3 separate regions of the Mus musculus genome follow, and regions 2 and 3 are each linked to region 1. Evidence: chromatin contacts called from public Hi-C and HiChIP or PLAC-seq data. All regions are on one chromosome and are shown on one strand. Each heading gives the region's core, a stretch centred on a gene start, on an enhancer-like site or on the middle of the called end of the contact. The rest is flanking DNA. Distances are from core to core; before and after follow the strand shown. Region 1 overlaps Ror2 (receptor tyrosine kinase-like orphan receptor 2). Region 2 overlaps Ror2 (receptor tyrosine kinase-like orphan receptor 2). Region 3 holds the start of Ror2 (receptor tyrosine kinase-like orphan receptor 2).

What was found. A called contact is a pair of places that touch in the nucleus more often than the background predicts. HiChIP or PLAC-seq counts read pairs in DNA pulled down with a chosen protein or histone mark.
Region 2: a contact with region 1 is called in a Hi-C map of uterus, with 2.0 times the contacts expected there. The contact joins two enhancer-like sites. A contact is called at or near these places in 1 of 484 Hi-C or Micro-C datasets (uterus), 3 of 115 datasets of contacts at active chromatin or transcription factors (embryonic fibroblasts and embryonic stem cells) and 2 of 9 other capture datasets (adipose tissue and pancreatic islet).
Region 3: an H3K4me3 HiChIP or PLAC-seq map of craniofacial prominence shows a contact between it and region 1, with 4 times the contacts expected there. The contact joins the promoter of Ror2 here to the enhancer-like site in region 1. A contact is called at or near these places in 8 of 39 promoter capture datasets (Sertoli cells, cranial neural crest, embryonic stem cells and 3 more), 1 of 15 datasets of contacts at CTCF or cohesin (embryonic stem cells), 10 of 484 Hi-C or Micro-C datasets (ECoMG myeloid progenitors, Sertoli cells, cranial neural crest and 4 more), 23 of 115 datasets of contacts at active chromatin or transcription factors (the NIH/3T3 cell line, craniofacial prominence, embryonic basal ganglia and 11 more) and 3 of 9 other capture datasets (adipose tissue, embryonic stem cells and pancreatic islet).

What each region holds. Positions count from the first base shown.
Region 1 is chr13:53,176,698-53,180,172 of GRCm38.p6, reverse strand. The region is part of intron 1 of Ror2 (receptor tyrosine kinase-like orphan receptor 2); the gene reads left to right. Among named protein-coding and RNA genes, the nearest start is that of Gm52058, 8.7 kb to the right of the region's middle. Within about 2 kb of position 1,587, at least 41 of the 459 cell types and tissues checked have an H3K27ac peak or open chromatin away from gene starts, as enhancers often do. A contact at or near this core is called in Sertoli cells, craniofacial prominence, neural progenitor cells and 2 more, where this site is marked.
Region 2 is chr13:53,261,408-53,264,590 of GRCm38.p6, reverse strand. The region is part of intron 1 of Ror2 (receptor tyrosine kinase-like orphan receptor 2); the gene reads left to right. Among named protein-coding and RNA genes, the nearest start is that of Ror2, 23 kb to the left of the region's middle. Within about 2 kb of position 1,865, at least 28 of the 459 cell types and tissues checked have an H3K27ac peak or open chromatin away from gene starts, as enhancers often do. A contact at or near this core is called in uterus, where this site is marked.
Region 3 is chr13:53,284,486-53,287,962 of GRCm38.p6, reverse strand. It overlaps Ror2 (receptor tyrosine kinase-like orphan receptor 2), which reads left to right and starts at 1,839. Exons shown (of 9, transcript NM_013846.4): 1 at 1,839-2,182. The coding sequence starts at 2,086. Gm33574 (a long non-coding RNA gene) reads right to left here and starts at 1,782. Exons shown (of 3, transcript XR_382385.4): 1 at 1,465-1,782.

The sequences.
Region 1 (3,475 bases), core at 338-2,837:
TGCTGTCTAGCAATTTGTTTTGTTGCTGGGACAAAACACCTGGCGGGTGCAATTCGAAGAAGGGCGGGATCATTTGGACTCTCCCTAGGGTCCACTGTGGCGAGGAAGGGATAGTAGTAGGTGTTGGTATTCCCTCTAGGCTCCGCCCCACAGTTACCTGGCAATAGCCAGGTATGCTTGGCTTACTATAAAAGTGGCTGTTCGCCCCTTCCTAGATCTCTTACTCTCTTAATCTATCTGCCCCTTCTCTCCCTTCTCCCTGTCCCCTTCCTCCCCTCCCCCTCCACATGTTCCTGCTGCCCTTCGCCCCGTCTCTCTCTCTCTCTCTGTCTCTCTCTCTTTGTCTCTCTCTCTCTGACTCTCCTTCCTTCCCAACTCTCTTTCTCATGCCCTAAATAAACTCTATTCTCTACTAATCAGTCTATGGCTGGTACCTCAGGGGGAAGGGATGTTTTAGCATGGGCCAGCAGAGGAACCCCTTTCCACTTCACCATACCGCACCTCCACCAAACACATTCGTGGCTCTTTCCCTCTTTCATAAAACACAACAGTAGAATCCGGAGGAGGCTGCTGGTCACGTGGTATCTTCACTCAGGAACAGGTGAGGGGTGGGGAGGTTCTCAGCTCACTTCTTTTTACTTAGTCTAAGACCACAGCCTACGGAATTGTGCTGCCCATAGTGGACAGGCCTCCCACTTTAGTAACCTATCTAGATATTCATCATTAGGCATATCCAGAGTCTTTATCCCAGGTTCTCCATCCCATCAAATTGAGGAAAGTAGCACCAGAGAGATCTTTCCGCTTGCATTTGTATTTCTAACCCTTTTGGCCAATAGCTGGACCCGCAATCCCACAAGCTGGCTCCTTACAGATGCACCATTAAGCTACTGTGCCGGCTGTCTCAAGGCAGCACTCATCCCTCCTACAGAGAGTCACAGGACTTCTCTTGCCCTTCGCATTCCAGAAGATTCTGTTAAGAATGATTCCATCGTTGTAAGCCCTGGCATCGGACCTTAAGGGTTTCAGCCAGCACCTTGGGTCCAGGAGGCGGCAGGGGCTTTGTGAAAAAGGCTCGGCTGTGTACAGGCAGGTTGTAGTGGTGGATAGAGGCTCGGATTGTAGCTCTGGGAGGTGTGCGTGGCATACGACAAGGTTGTGCAGTTGCAAGCAAAAGCTCCCTCCGAGTGGAAGGAAGAGCTTTAGCCAGGCGTATCAGATAATGGCAATCTGTCATCTTGCAAGTGGCTAATGTGCACTTCTGTGACACAGATTTGAGTAATTAGAGGATTTGATCTCCAGCCATGTGAAACCTATACGAACATCGCTCTCTGTTCTTGGAAAGGAGTCAAAGGCTGAGGCTGTTCGAGCGAGTCGCGAGTTTTGAACGCGGCCACAAGCGGGATTGATTTAACTTGGCAGAAACTACAAAAACAAACATGGGCTGAGAACAGCAAAAGCTCTTGTGATCCTGCCCTGGCCTTGGAGAAAAGGAAATGCTTTGTCAATTGCACCCCGGGGGCGGGAGGGAGGGCTAGGAGGCTCCCCACCCCCACCTGAGGATTTTAGTCTGGAACAGCTATAAACAAAACCTGGAGAGGCTCAAATAGCCCATGGCCCCTTCCCTTCCTCCTGCGCTGGGACATTGCTCTTTAGCTTCTACCCTCTAAGTAAATTTTAATCAAGATCTTCAAACCCAGCTTTGACTCTCTTTCTGTTACCATGGATACCAGATGAGAGCCTCATCTTTATGCAATGGCCTTGGAACTGCTCGGTCAAGGGCATCCCTGTTGGTGGGTGGTGGACAAGGTGTTTGCCTTCCGAGCTCATGAACATAGCAGGTTGGCTCTGGGGTTCGCTGCCTGAACTATTGTGGCCCACAAGAGGCCTGCCCTCCTGGAGTGGAATGTGCAGAACACTGGCTCTCCAAGGCTTGGCACAGGGAGCAGAGACCCTTCTCTAGCTCCATGTGATAATAACAGTCTCTTCTAAGACATATGAATCCATCCGAGGGGAAGCTTGTCCTGACTTGCTGGACCTAGCTGTGTTAGGTTGACATAGTGCTTGTTGTAGGCCATTCAGGCTGTGGTGGCTCCTCAGAACCTCTCTGGGGGCTTCACAGTGGAGATCTGTTACTGGAGTCTGAGCCTGAGGTAGGGATACCCAATAGGCTACTTTGTAGTCTTCATCTCCCACAAGTACCCACTATATAAAAAAAGAAACAGGTCGAGCATTTTACTAGTCCCGAGCATTTTACTAGTCCCATGACCCTGGAGTAGCATGTTATTTTTTTAAGGCATAGATGGCTGTATGGCCCACTGCCTGATCCAAGGGCCCTGCAGCAGGAGGGAGGGGACCCACAGAACCCCAGCCCAGTGTTTTACCCAATTCTTGGTAAGCTAGGTTAGTCTTGAACTCCCTACTGGTAGGAAGAGGACCCTGAACTTCTCTGATCTTCCTGCTTCCCCCCCCCCCCCCCCCCCCCATGCTAGGAAGGCAAGAGTGGTGAACATGCAGCTTGTGAAGCCGGGGATGGAAGGATTGAAGGTAGACTTCCACACATGCTCTTTATGACTGAGCCACCCAGACCCCCTCCTGTTTCTTTCCTCAAAAGTGTTCATTGTCTCCACAGTAACTTGAAAGCACCGATGTCAGTTGATACACGTGCCTTCCAAGGTCTCGCTGCGGTTTTTTTTAAGATTTAAAAGAACAGACTCACCATAGTCTAGTTTGCTCACGCAACGGTTGTTGAGTTTTCTTCCCATCTTAATTTTAAAGAAGCTAGGCTCAAGAACAATTATAATTGGCCGGGTGAAGGACACCCTCCTCCCCCAGGAGAAATGAACAACGGCTACCTACTCCAGAAAGGGTACAGAGATAGAAACAATGTAACAATTCTACCCCAGAGCGGCTTGGTGAACCAGCCAGTTTAACCGGGGTTACTTGCAGGAGCTTGCACAGCTGAGTGGCTAAACTACTGGAGAAAAAAAAATTCTTTCCCCCCAGTGATTGATAACAGCCTGTATATTTGGGAAGGGGTACGGCTTCATAAGCCCTCCCTCTGTAACTGTTAACTGCCTATAAATCCTTGAAGGGCAGGGCCCCATCCTGAAATTTAATGGGCCTTATCTTGTGCAGGTCTCCTTGGGGTACTCCCAGCGGCTGACAGAAAGCATCGCCTATGTCTGGTGTGTCACAGCTCTGCCCTCGCTCTCTCACTCATGATTCTTTAGCTTGCTCCACACCTCTGTGAATGGAGTTCTGGCCCCTCCTTAGAGCACACAGAGAGGCCCGGGAAGTCCAGGAGGACAGCCCTGGTATCTGTCTGAGTTCTATGGGTGACCTTGTGTTACTCCACTTCCCACTGGTAGTGTCATGGCAGGTGGGGGGTGGGGTGGGGTGGACTAAATTGTTAGGAACCTGCTCTCGTGGCAAACCCAGTTCCTGAAGGAATGCATTGTCTCACAAGTGTCTCACA
Region 2 (3,183 bases), core at 616-3,115, 84 kb before region 1:
TTGTTTTTTTGTGTGTGTGTGTGTATACACGTATGTGAGTTTATGTGTATGTGTGTGAGTGGGTATGTGAATGCATATTTGTATGTGAGTGTATATGTGTATGAGTGTGTATGTGAATATATGAGTAGTGAGTATATGTGTGTGTATGTGTGTGTGAAGTGTACATGTGTGTGAGTTTATGTGCATGGGAGTGTGTTATGTGAATGTATTTGTGTGTGGGGGAGTGTATATATGTGAGTATATGCATGTGTGAGTGTGTATGTGTGTGTTTATGTGTATGAGTGTTATGAGTGTATTGTGAGTGTGTGAGTACATATATGTGTATGAGTGTGTGTGTGTGTGTGTGTGAGTGTGTATGTAAGTGTATGTTTTGTGAGTGTCTATGTGTGTATATATGTGTGTGAATGTGTATGTGGCTGTATATGTGTGTGTGTATGTGTGAGTGTGTATGTGAATATTTAAGTAGAGAGTATATGTGTATGTGAGTGTGTATATGCATGTGAGTATGTATGTGTGTGTGAGAGTTTATGTGTTTGGGAGTGTTTGTGTGAGTGTATATGTGTGTCTGCACGTGTATGTGGTGGAGTGGTGATCTCAGTGTGCCATGGCACATGTATGTGGAACCTTTACCCGCTGAGTTTTCTTGCAGGCTTGTTCCAGGTTCTCACAGCCATACACAAGTTGTATTGTCCTTTTGATTCTGTTGTTAAAGGGGTGCCAGCCTATGTTGAAGATGACTCCCTACACTTTCTGTGAGTTATGAGTCCTTGGGCTGCCTCCATGATGCTGGCAGAAGGGTAGCTCCCCCCCTCCATGAATAAACAATGGTGAGAGTATGAGAGGGGTGGCTGTGTTGCTGCCTGGGTCCCACCGAAGCCTTGTTAGTGTTTCTAGCTGGCCTGGGTACCTCAGCTTTCTGTTGCTATGACAAACTATCTAAGATGATCCGTTTGTAAGGCAGAGCGAGTGGAGTCAGTCATGGTCCTTTGGCTCTGTTGCATTTGGGTGTCTAGTGAGGGCGAGCATCACCGAGGGAGGATATGGTGGAGAAAGCTGCTGCTGCTCGTGGTGGCTGGGAAGCAAAGACAGGGAGAGAAAGGGTGGGGTTCCAACATGTCCTTCGAGGGAATGTCCCCATCGACCCACATTTTCCCACTAGACCTGCCTCCGATAGATGTCACATCTAATACCACCAAGGTTGGTAGCCACACTTCAGACTTCAGTGAGTCTTTGAGGGTGTGCCACATCTGCTTGGTAACTCACTCTTTCCTCTTTCAAGGGAGTTTCTTTCCAGTGTGTAAGGTTGTGTGGCCCACGGGGCCATTCCTGGTGAAGATACCTGGTCCTCTCTGCCCATTGCATAGTGCGTGTGTCCCCGGCCTCAGGCTGTCCATGACGTGTGCTTTCCTTCACAAGTCAGCCTTGGGGGGGAGGGGAGAGGACGTGGTTTCTCTGCAAATCTTTTCTGTCCTTTCCAGTCTGTTGTAGTTTATTTTTCCTCCGTTGATTTGTAGGTGACCTAGGCCGGGCAGTTTAGATGGAAGACATGTTAGGAACAGGATAAAGGCGAAATGACAGCAGGGGAGACAGAGCAGAGATTCCCCTGGAAGCTGGGAGTTGGAAATCTGGGCCAGACACACAGTGGCTGAGCTGTGGTGTTGCTCACCAGCTGTTGAAGGGAGTGGGGAGGAGGCAGGAGGGTCATGGAGAAAGAAATGACCTTCCCTGAATGGAAGGTGATGGGAGACAGATAGCAACACACACGTCAACAAGGGGGATTAATTTTGGAGCCACCATGAAGGGGCAAAGCTGGAGAGCTAGGAAGAGAGGCCAGGTCTGTTGACTGGCGTTGCTGGCCCTGGTCGCAGGAGCAGAGCGTTTCCACAGCAGATGGGAATCCTCGAGCATTTTGGATGCCTGCACTTTGTAAGGATTTTGCAAAGGATCGTGTTTTTCTTCCTCGTTGGCTTCTTGGGAGACTGCAGTAGTTTGTTCTCACTCTAAAGACTGTGCATCCTCTAAGAGGTCCTGCCAAATCCTGTTTCTTTTAGTTACGAAATAGAAGCGCCTTTCAGAAATCCCAGTGTTAGGACCCGGATGAGGGCTCCGAACACAGCCACTGTCCGTGTTTGGAAGCCTGGCGTCTGTGTGACCATAGTGGGGAATGAAGTGGCCATCGTGGGAACAGATGGGGTTGGCTGGCCGATGCTTGGAAATTCTTGGGGCTTTTCATTTTTAATGGAAGGTGCGTGAAGTTCAGGGGGTGTTGGAGGTTGGAATGGAGGAGGAGGCTGAAGGGTAAGTGAGACCCAGGGTCTTTCTCAGGGTTATAGCCCAGTAAAACCTTGAAATGGGTGCCAAGATGGTTAGAGTCTCCTTTTATTGGATATCATATTTTTATTCATACATGTTCATTAATGTGTATTAAAATATATATCATAGGTTTCACTGTGATAACATATATGTATATTGTCTATCTGTAATCACCCCCATTGCCCTCCTGTTCTCTCTTCTCCCTTGGTCCCTACCCTTTTCTCAAATAGTCAGCCTTCTACATTGATTTTATACACACACACACACACACACACACACACACACACACACACACACATATTTGTATAATCTTGATTTTGCACATAAGAGAAAACATGAAACATTTGTCTTTTATTTTTAAAGCTAGGGACTCCTTGCCCTATGTAGTTCTGGCTGGCCTAGAACTCATTATGTAGTCCAGACTAACCCTGAACTCACTAAGATCCTCCTGCCTCTGCTTCCAAAGATGCTTGCTGGGCACCACTCTTGGCTCTTTGTAATTTATTGCAGGCTTTGTTTCTTTGTTTTTGTGGTGTTGGGGAGCACTAACGCTCTACCATTGAGCCACATCCCAAGCCCCTATCGCAGGGGTTCGTGCTCCTGGCAAGAACATGGAAAAATTCCTGGGGCCAAAATGATTAGTGGCTGAGGAAACAAATTTCCATGATTAGATCAGGCCAGCCTTGGCCCTGAGCCATAGCCACCCCTCCCTCTGTTCCTGTTGCTCCTCTGAGTGCAGCCAAGAGGTGACTTCATATTGACCCCAGGAGCCGCTGGCTTCCTGAAGGCTTTTAAAGATGTTCTCAGAGGCACTGTTCGTGGATGCTGTAGTAGAATTAAGAAAGCAGTGCTGAGAATTACCCAACACTC
Region 3 (3,477 bases), core at 590-3,089, 110 kb before region 1:
GTGGAATTATTTGTGAATTTGGTCTTTGGCAGTAACCTGTCTGGGCTTCATATGGGTGCACTCCTGCAGCACAGGGGAAGGTTTCCAAACTATAGCAACAGATAACATGACTACTGGGGCATGTGTCTGTGGTGGGAGTCCTGCTACTCTACCTGAAGCCCTGTGGGGTTGTGGATTGACAATGACAAAAACAGTGCCATCTTTACCTGGTATTAAAAAGTTACTAAGAATTCTTTTTTTCTCTCTTTTTTTCTCCCCTCCCCCCCTTTTTAAATTTTTGTCTTTTTTTTTTGGAGTCTGTCTCATTATGTAGGTCTGGATATCCTGGAGCTGATTCTGCAGCCCAGGCTGGTCTCAGACTCACAGAGCTCTGCCTGCCTCTGCCTCCCAAGTTCATCAAAGACACATGCCACCGTGACTAGCTACAAATAACTCTTAAAGTCATAAAAAAACCAAGACTACAGGCAACCCAATTAAAACCAAATGTGGGGCTGGAGCTATGCCTTCGTGGGTGAGTGCTTGCCTAACATTCGAGAGGTTCTGGGCTCAGTCTCCAGCACCATCTGCACATGCCTGCAATCCAAGCGCTCAGGAGGCAAAGGCAGGGTACACTCGAGGTTATCTTTGGCTACATAACAACTTTGAAGTTAGTCTAGGATTCATGTACCTCTGTTTAAAAACAACATCAACAACAATGAAAACAACTGAACCAAATAAGACCAACCTTGGTCCTTGGCAACACCCTGTCAAAGAGGAGTGATGCTGCCGGGGCTGGAGAGACAGCTGGCTCAGCAGTTAAGAGCACCGACTGCTCTTGCAGAGGACCCTGGTTCAGTCCCCAGCACTCCCAACGAAGCTCACAATCATCTGCAACCTTAGCTTAAGGGGATGTAAAGCCCTCTTCTGACCTCCTCTGTCACTGCACACATCTAGGTCACAGCCATGCACGCAGGTACTCACACATGCATGTAAAATAAAAATGAGCACATCTCAAAGCAGCAACAACAAAGGCTGGGGATGTAGATCAAACTGTTTGCCTAATATGTAGAAGACCTTGAATTAAACTCCCAGCCTCCTCCTTTCAAATATTTGAAGTGATATTTCCCAGAAGAAGTTTAGGCTGTTGGTGAACAAAGGAAAGATACTACCGTGCAAAGGCACATAACATTCATTAGGAAAATACACGTTAACACATACATTGTCGACGCCCTGGTCTCCAGTGTGTTCTTGGGATACTCCAGGACCCCTCGCTCAAGCTCTGCCCCAGGACCCTTCACTTCCCTGATGTGTGCTGGCTGTTGTCATAGCCTTGGTTGGCTCCCATCCTACTACCCTCATTAATGGGGCGTGTGCTGACTTTTTGCTAGATTCCCGGAGGGTCCTGATCCTCCCAAGGGGCTTGGCAGGACGCCCATGGGGACGCAGCCGGCTATATTCTGGAAAATCTGTGTTCGAAGACCATACCTCATCTCTCACTTTGGGCCCAGGATTTCGAAGAACTGACAACTGAATTCCCCTCGTGGGGCTTCATCAAGGGACGCCTAGTTAATGATTTGTGTGGTCCAGGTCCCCAAGTTTCCAGGCTTCTGATGGTGGGTGGCAACACTGCTGCAAGAGCAGATGAACCGGAGGCTCCACCTTTGTGCCTAGAAGTCCCGGAGGCGCTGGCGGGAGGGCGGGTGCTGCAGGCGGCTCCCTGGACGCAGGGGCGGACCCGGCTCCTTCCCGCTCACTCGGGTCGCTGCCCTTGAGTCACTCCGGCAGAGGGCGCCGGCGCCGGCCTCTCTGCCCATCGGGGCGGGCGAGCTGGGGACCCTGCCTCCTGCGCGCCCGCCCGCGTTCCGCCCCCCCTGTGCTCTTCCCGGCGGCCGGCGGGACGCCCGTGCCCGAGCCCCAGAGTCTCTGCAGTGAATCGGTGCATCGGGGCAGGGAAAAAGGGACACCAGAGTGGCCCTCGAAGGGGACCAGCCTGCGAAGCGCGAGGAAGGAAGAAGCGGACGCGTGGCGGGGAGGGGTTGAGGCGCCCCGGCCCGAAGCCCAAAGGCCGAGCGCGCGGTAGGCGACCGGGCACCCACGGCCCGCAGCATGGCTCGGGGCTGGGTGCGGCCGAGCCGTGTGCCTCTGTGCGCCCGGGCCGTCTGGACGGCTGCGGCGCTCCTGCTCTGGACACCCTGGACGGCAGGTAAGGACCCTGCGTGCGCCCTCCGAGCATTGCCCGCTCTTCCACCACTCTCTCGGCCGCCGCGCGGGCGCCGGTGCTCTCGATCGAGGGGCGCCAGGCAAGGCCATGCTTCGCGCGCTCGGCGCCAGCTTGGGCCCGTGCCCTCAGTCGCCTGGGGCTGGTTCCAATGAGCTGCGCTCTAGGGACCACTAAGTGTTTCCAGAGGCCGGGGTGGGCAGCGGCCGGGAGCTTTTCTTAAGTACATCACAGTCGAGATGTGCACCGGTAGACGTGCTCTGTGTGACCCAAGACCTGGACTCCATCGTTTCTTCCCAGGTCACCGCCGTTCCAGTCCACATGCATCCCTTGAACCTTGTCTGCCTCCGGGGCAGATGCGGTCCTGAGTTAGTCTTTTTTTTCCCCGGGGCAGTGGGGAACGCACGATCGAAGGTCTTGGCTTCCCTTTTGTTGAAATTGGTGGCCAAAGTGGTGTTTGGTGGGTCCTGCTTAGCTGGGGGCTTGGCCCCGGGATTTGATTTGCGAGGCTGAAGGGGAAGTGCCCTTCCCCCTGTCCTCGTAGTGTTTTCTCGAGCGTTTCTTCCACCTCTGGAGGATTCTGTGTGGGCTTGATCAGGGCTCAGGAGACCCTGTCAAGGAGCACAGACGTGTTTTTGGAGGATACCTGGGTAGAAATGACTGTGGTGGCCGGAGGAGGAAGAGGCGATGATCCTCCCAGTGCAAACCCTAGAGCACCTACTGGCCGTCAGGTCTGTGGCCCGAATCCCCGCGGCCTGTTGGCTCGGCTGAAGGTAGGCACGGCCTCCGGGCCCAGGAGGGTCAGGGACTCTTGAGGTTTGCCCTAAGTTTCTGAGCTGCGTGAGACGCGCCCTACTGGGACAGTGACTTCAGTGTTCCCCAGCCCCCCAGTGTTCCCGCAAGCAGGTGAGAGTTAAGGGGCAGAGTCAGGCAGCAGGACTTGGGGATCTTTCCAAGTCCTGCTGTGCGGGGGCGCTTTCTTGTGTCGGGTCCAAAGAAGGAAGGAAATGCTGAGCAACCTTCCAGGAGGGCGTTTGGGTTTAAACCGATGCTGATGGTATTTACCGTTTCTGATCTCTTGATTTGCATTGATACACCTATCCCCGAAAGCAGGAACCGCTGATTGCAGAATGAGAGTGCCCTGTATCTTAAATTAATGTCATTACCAAACTGCCCGCCCCGCAAGAATTCCCCCTTCTCCACCATCAAGAAATTCTTTTGAAACTAAGGGGCTATAAACTGGTCGCCTCCATAGGGATTTTGGCCTTTGCCACAGGCCC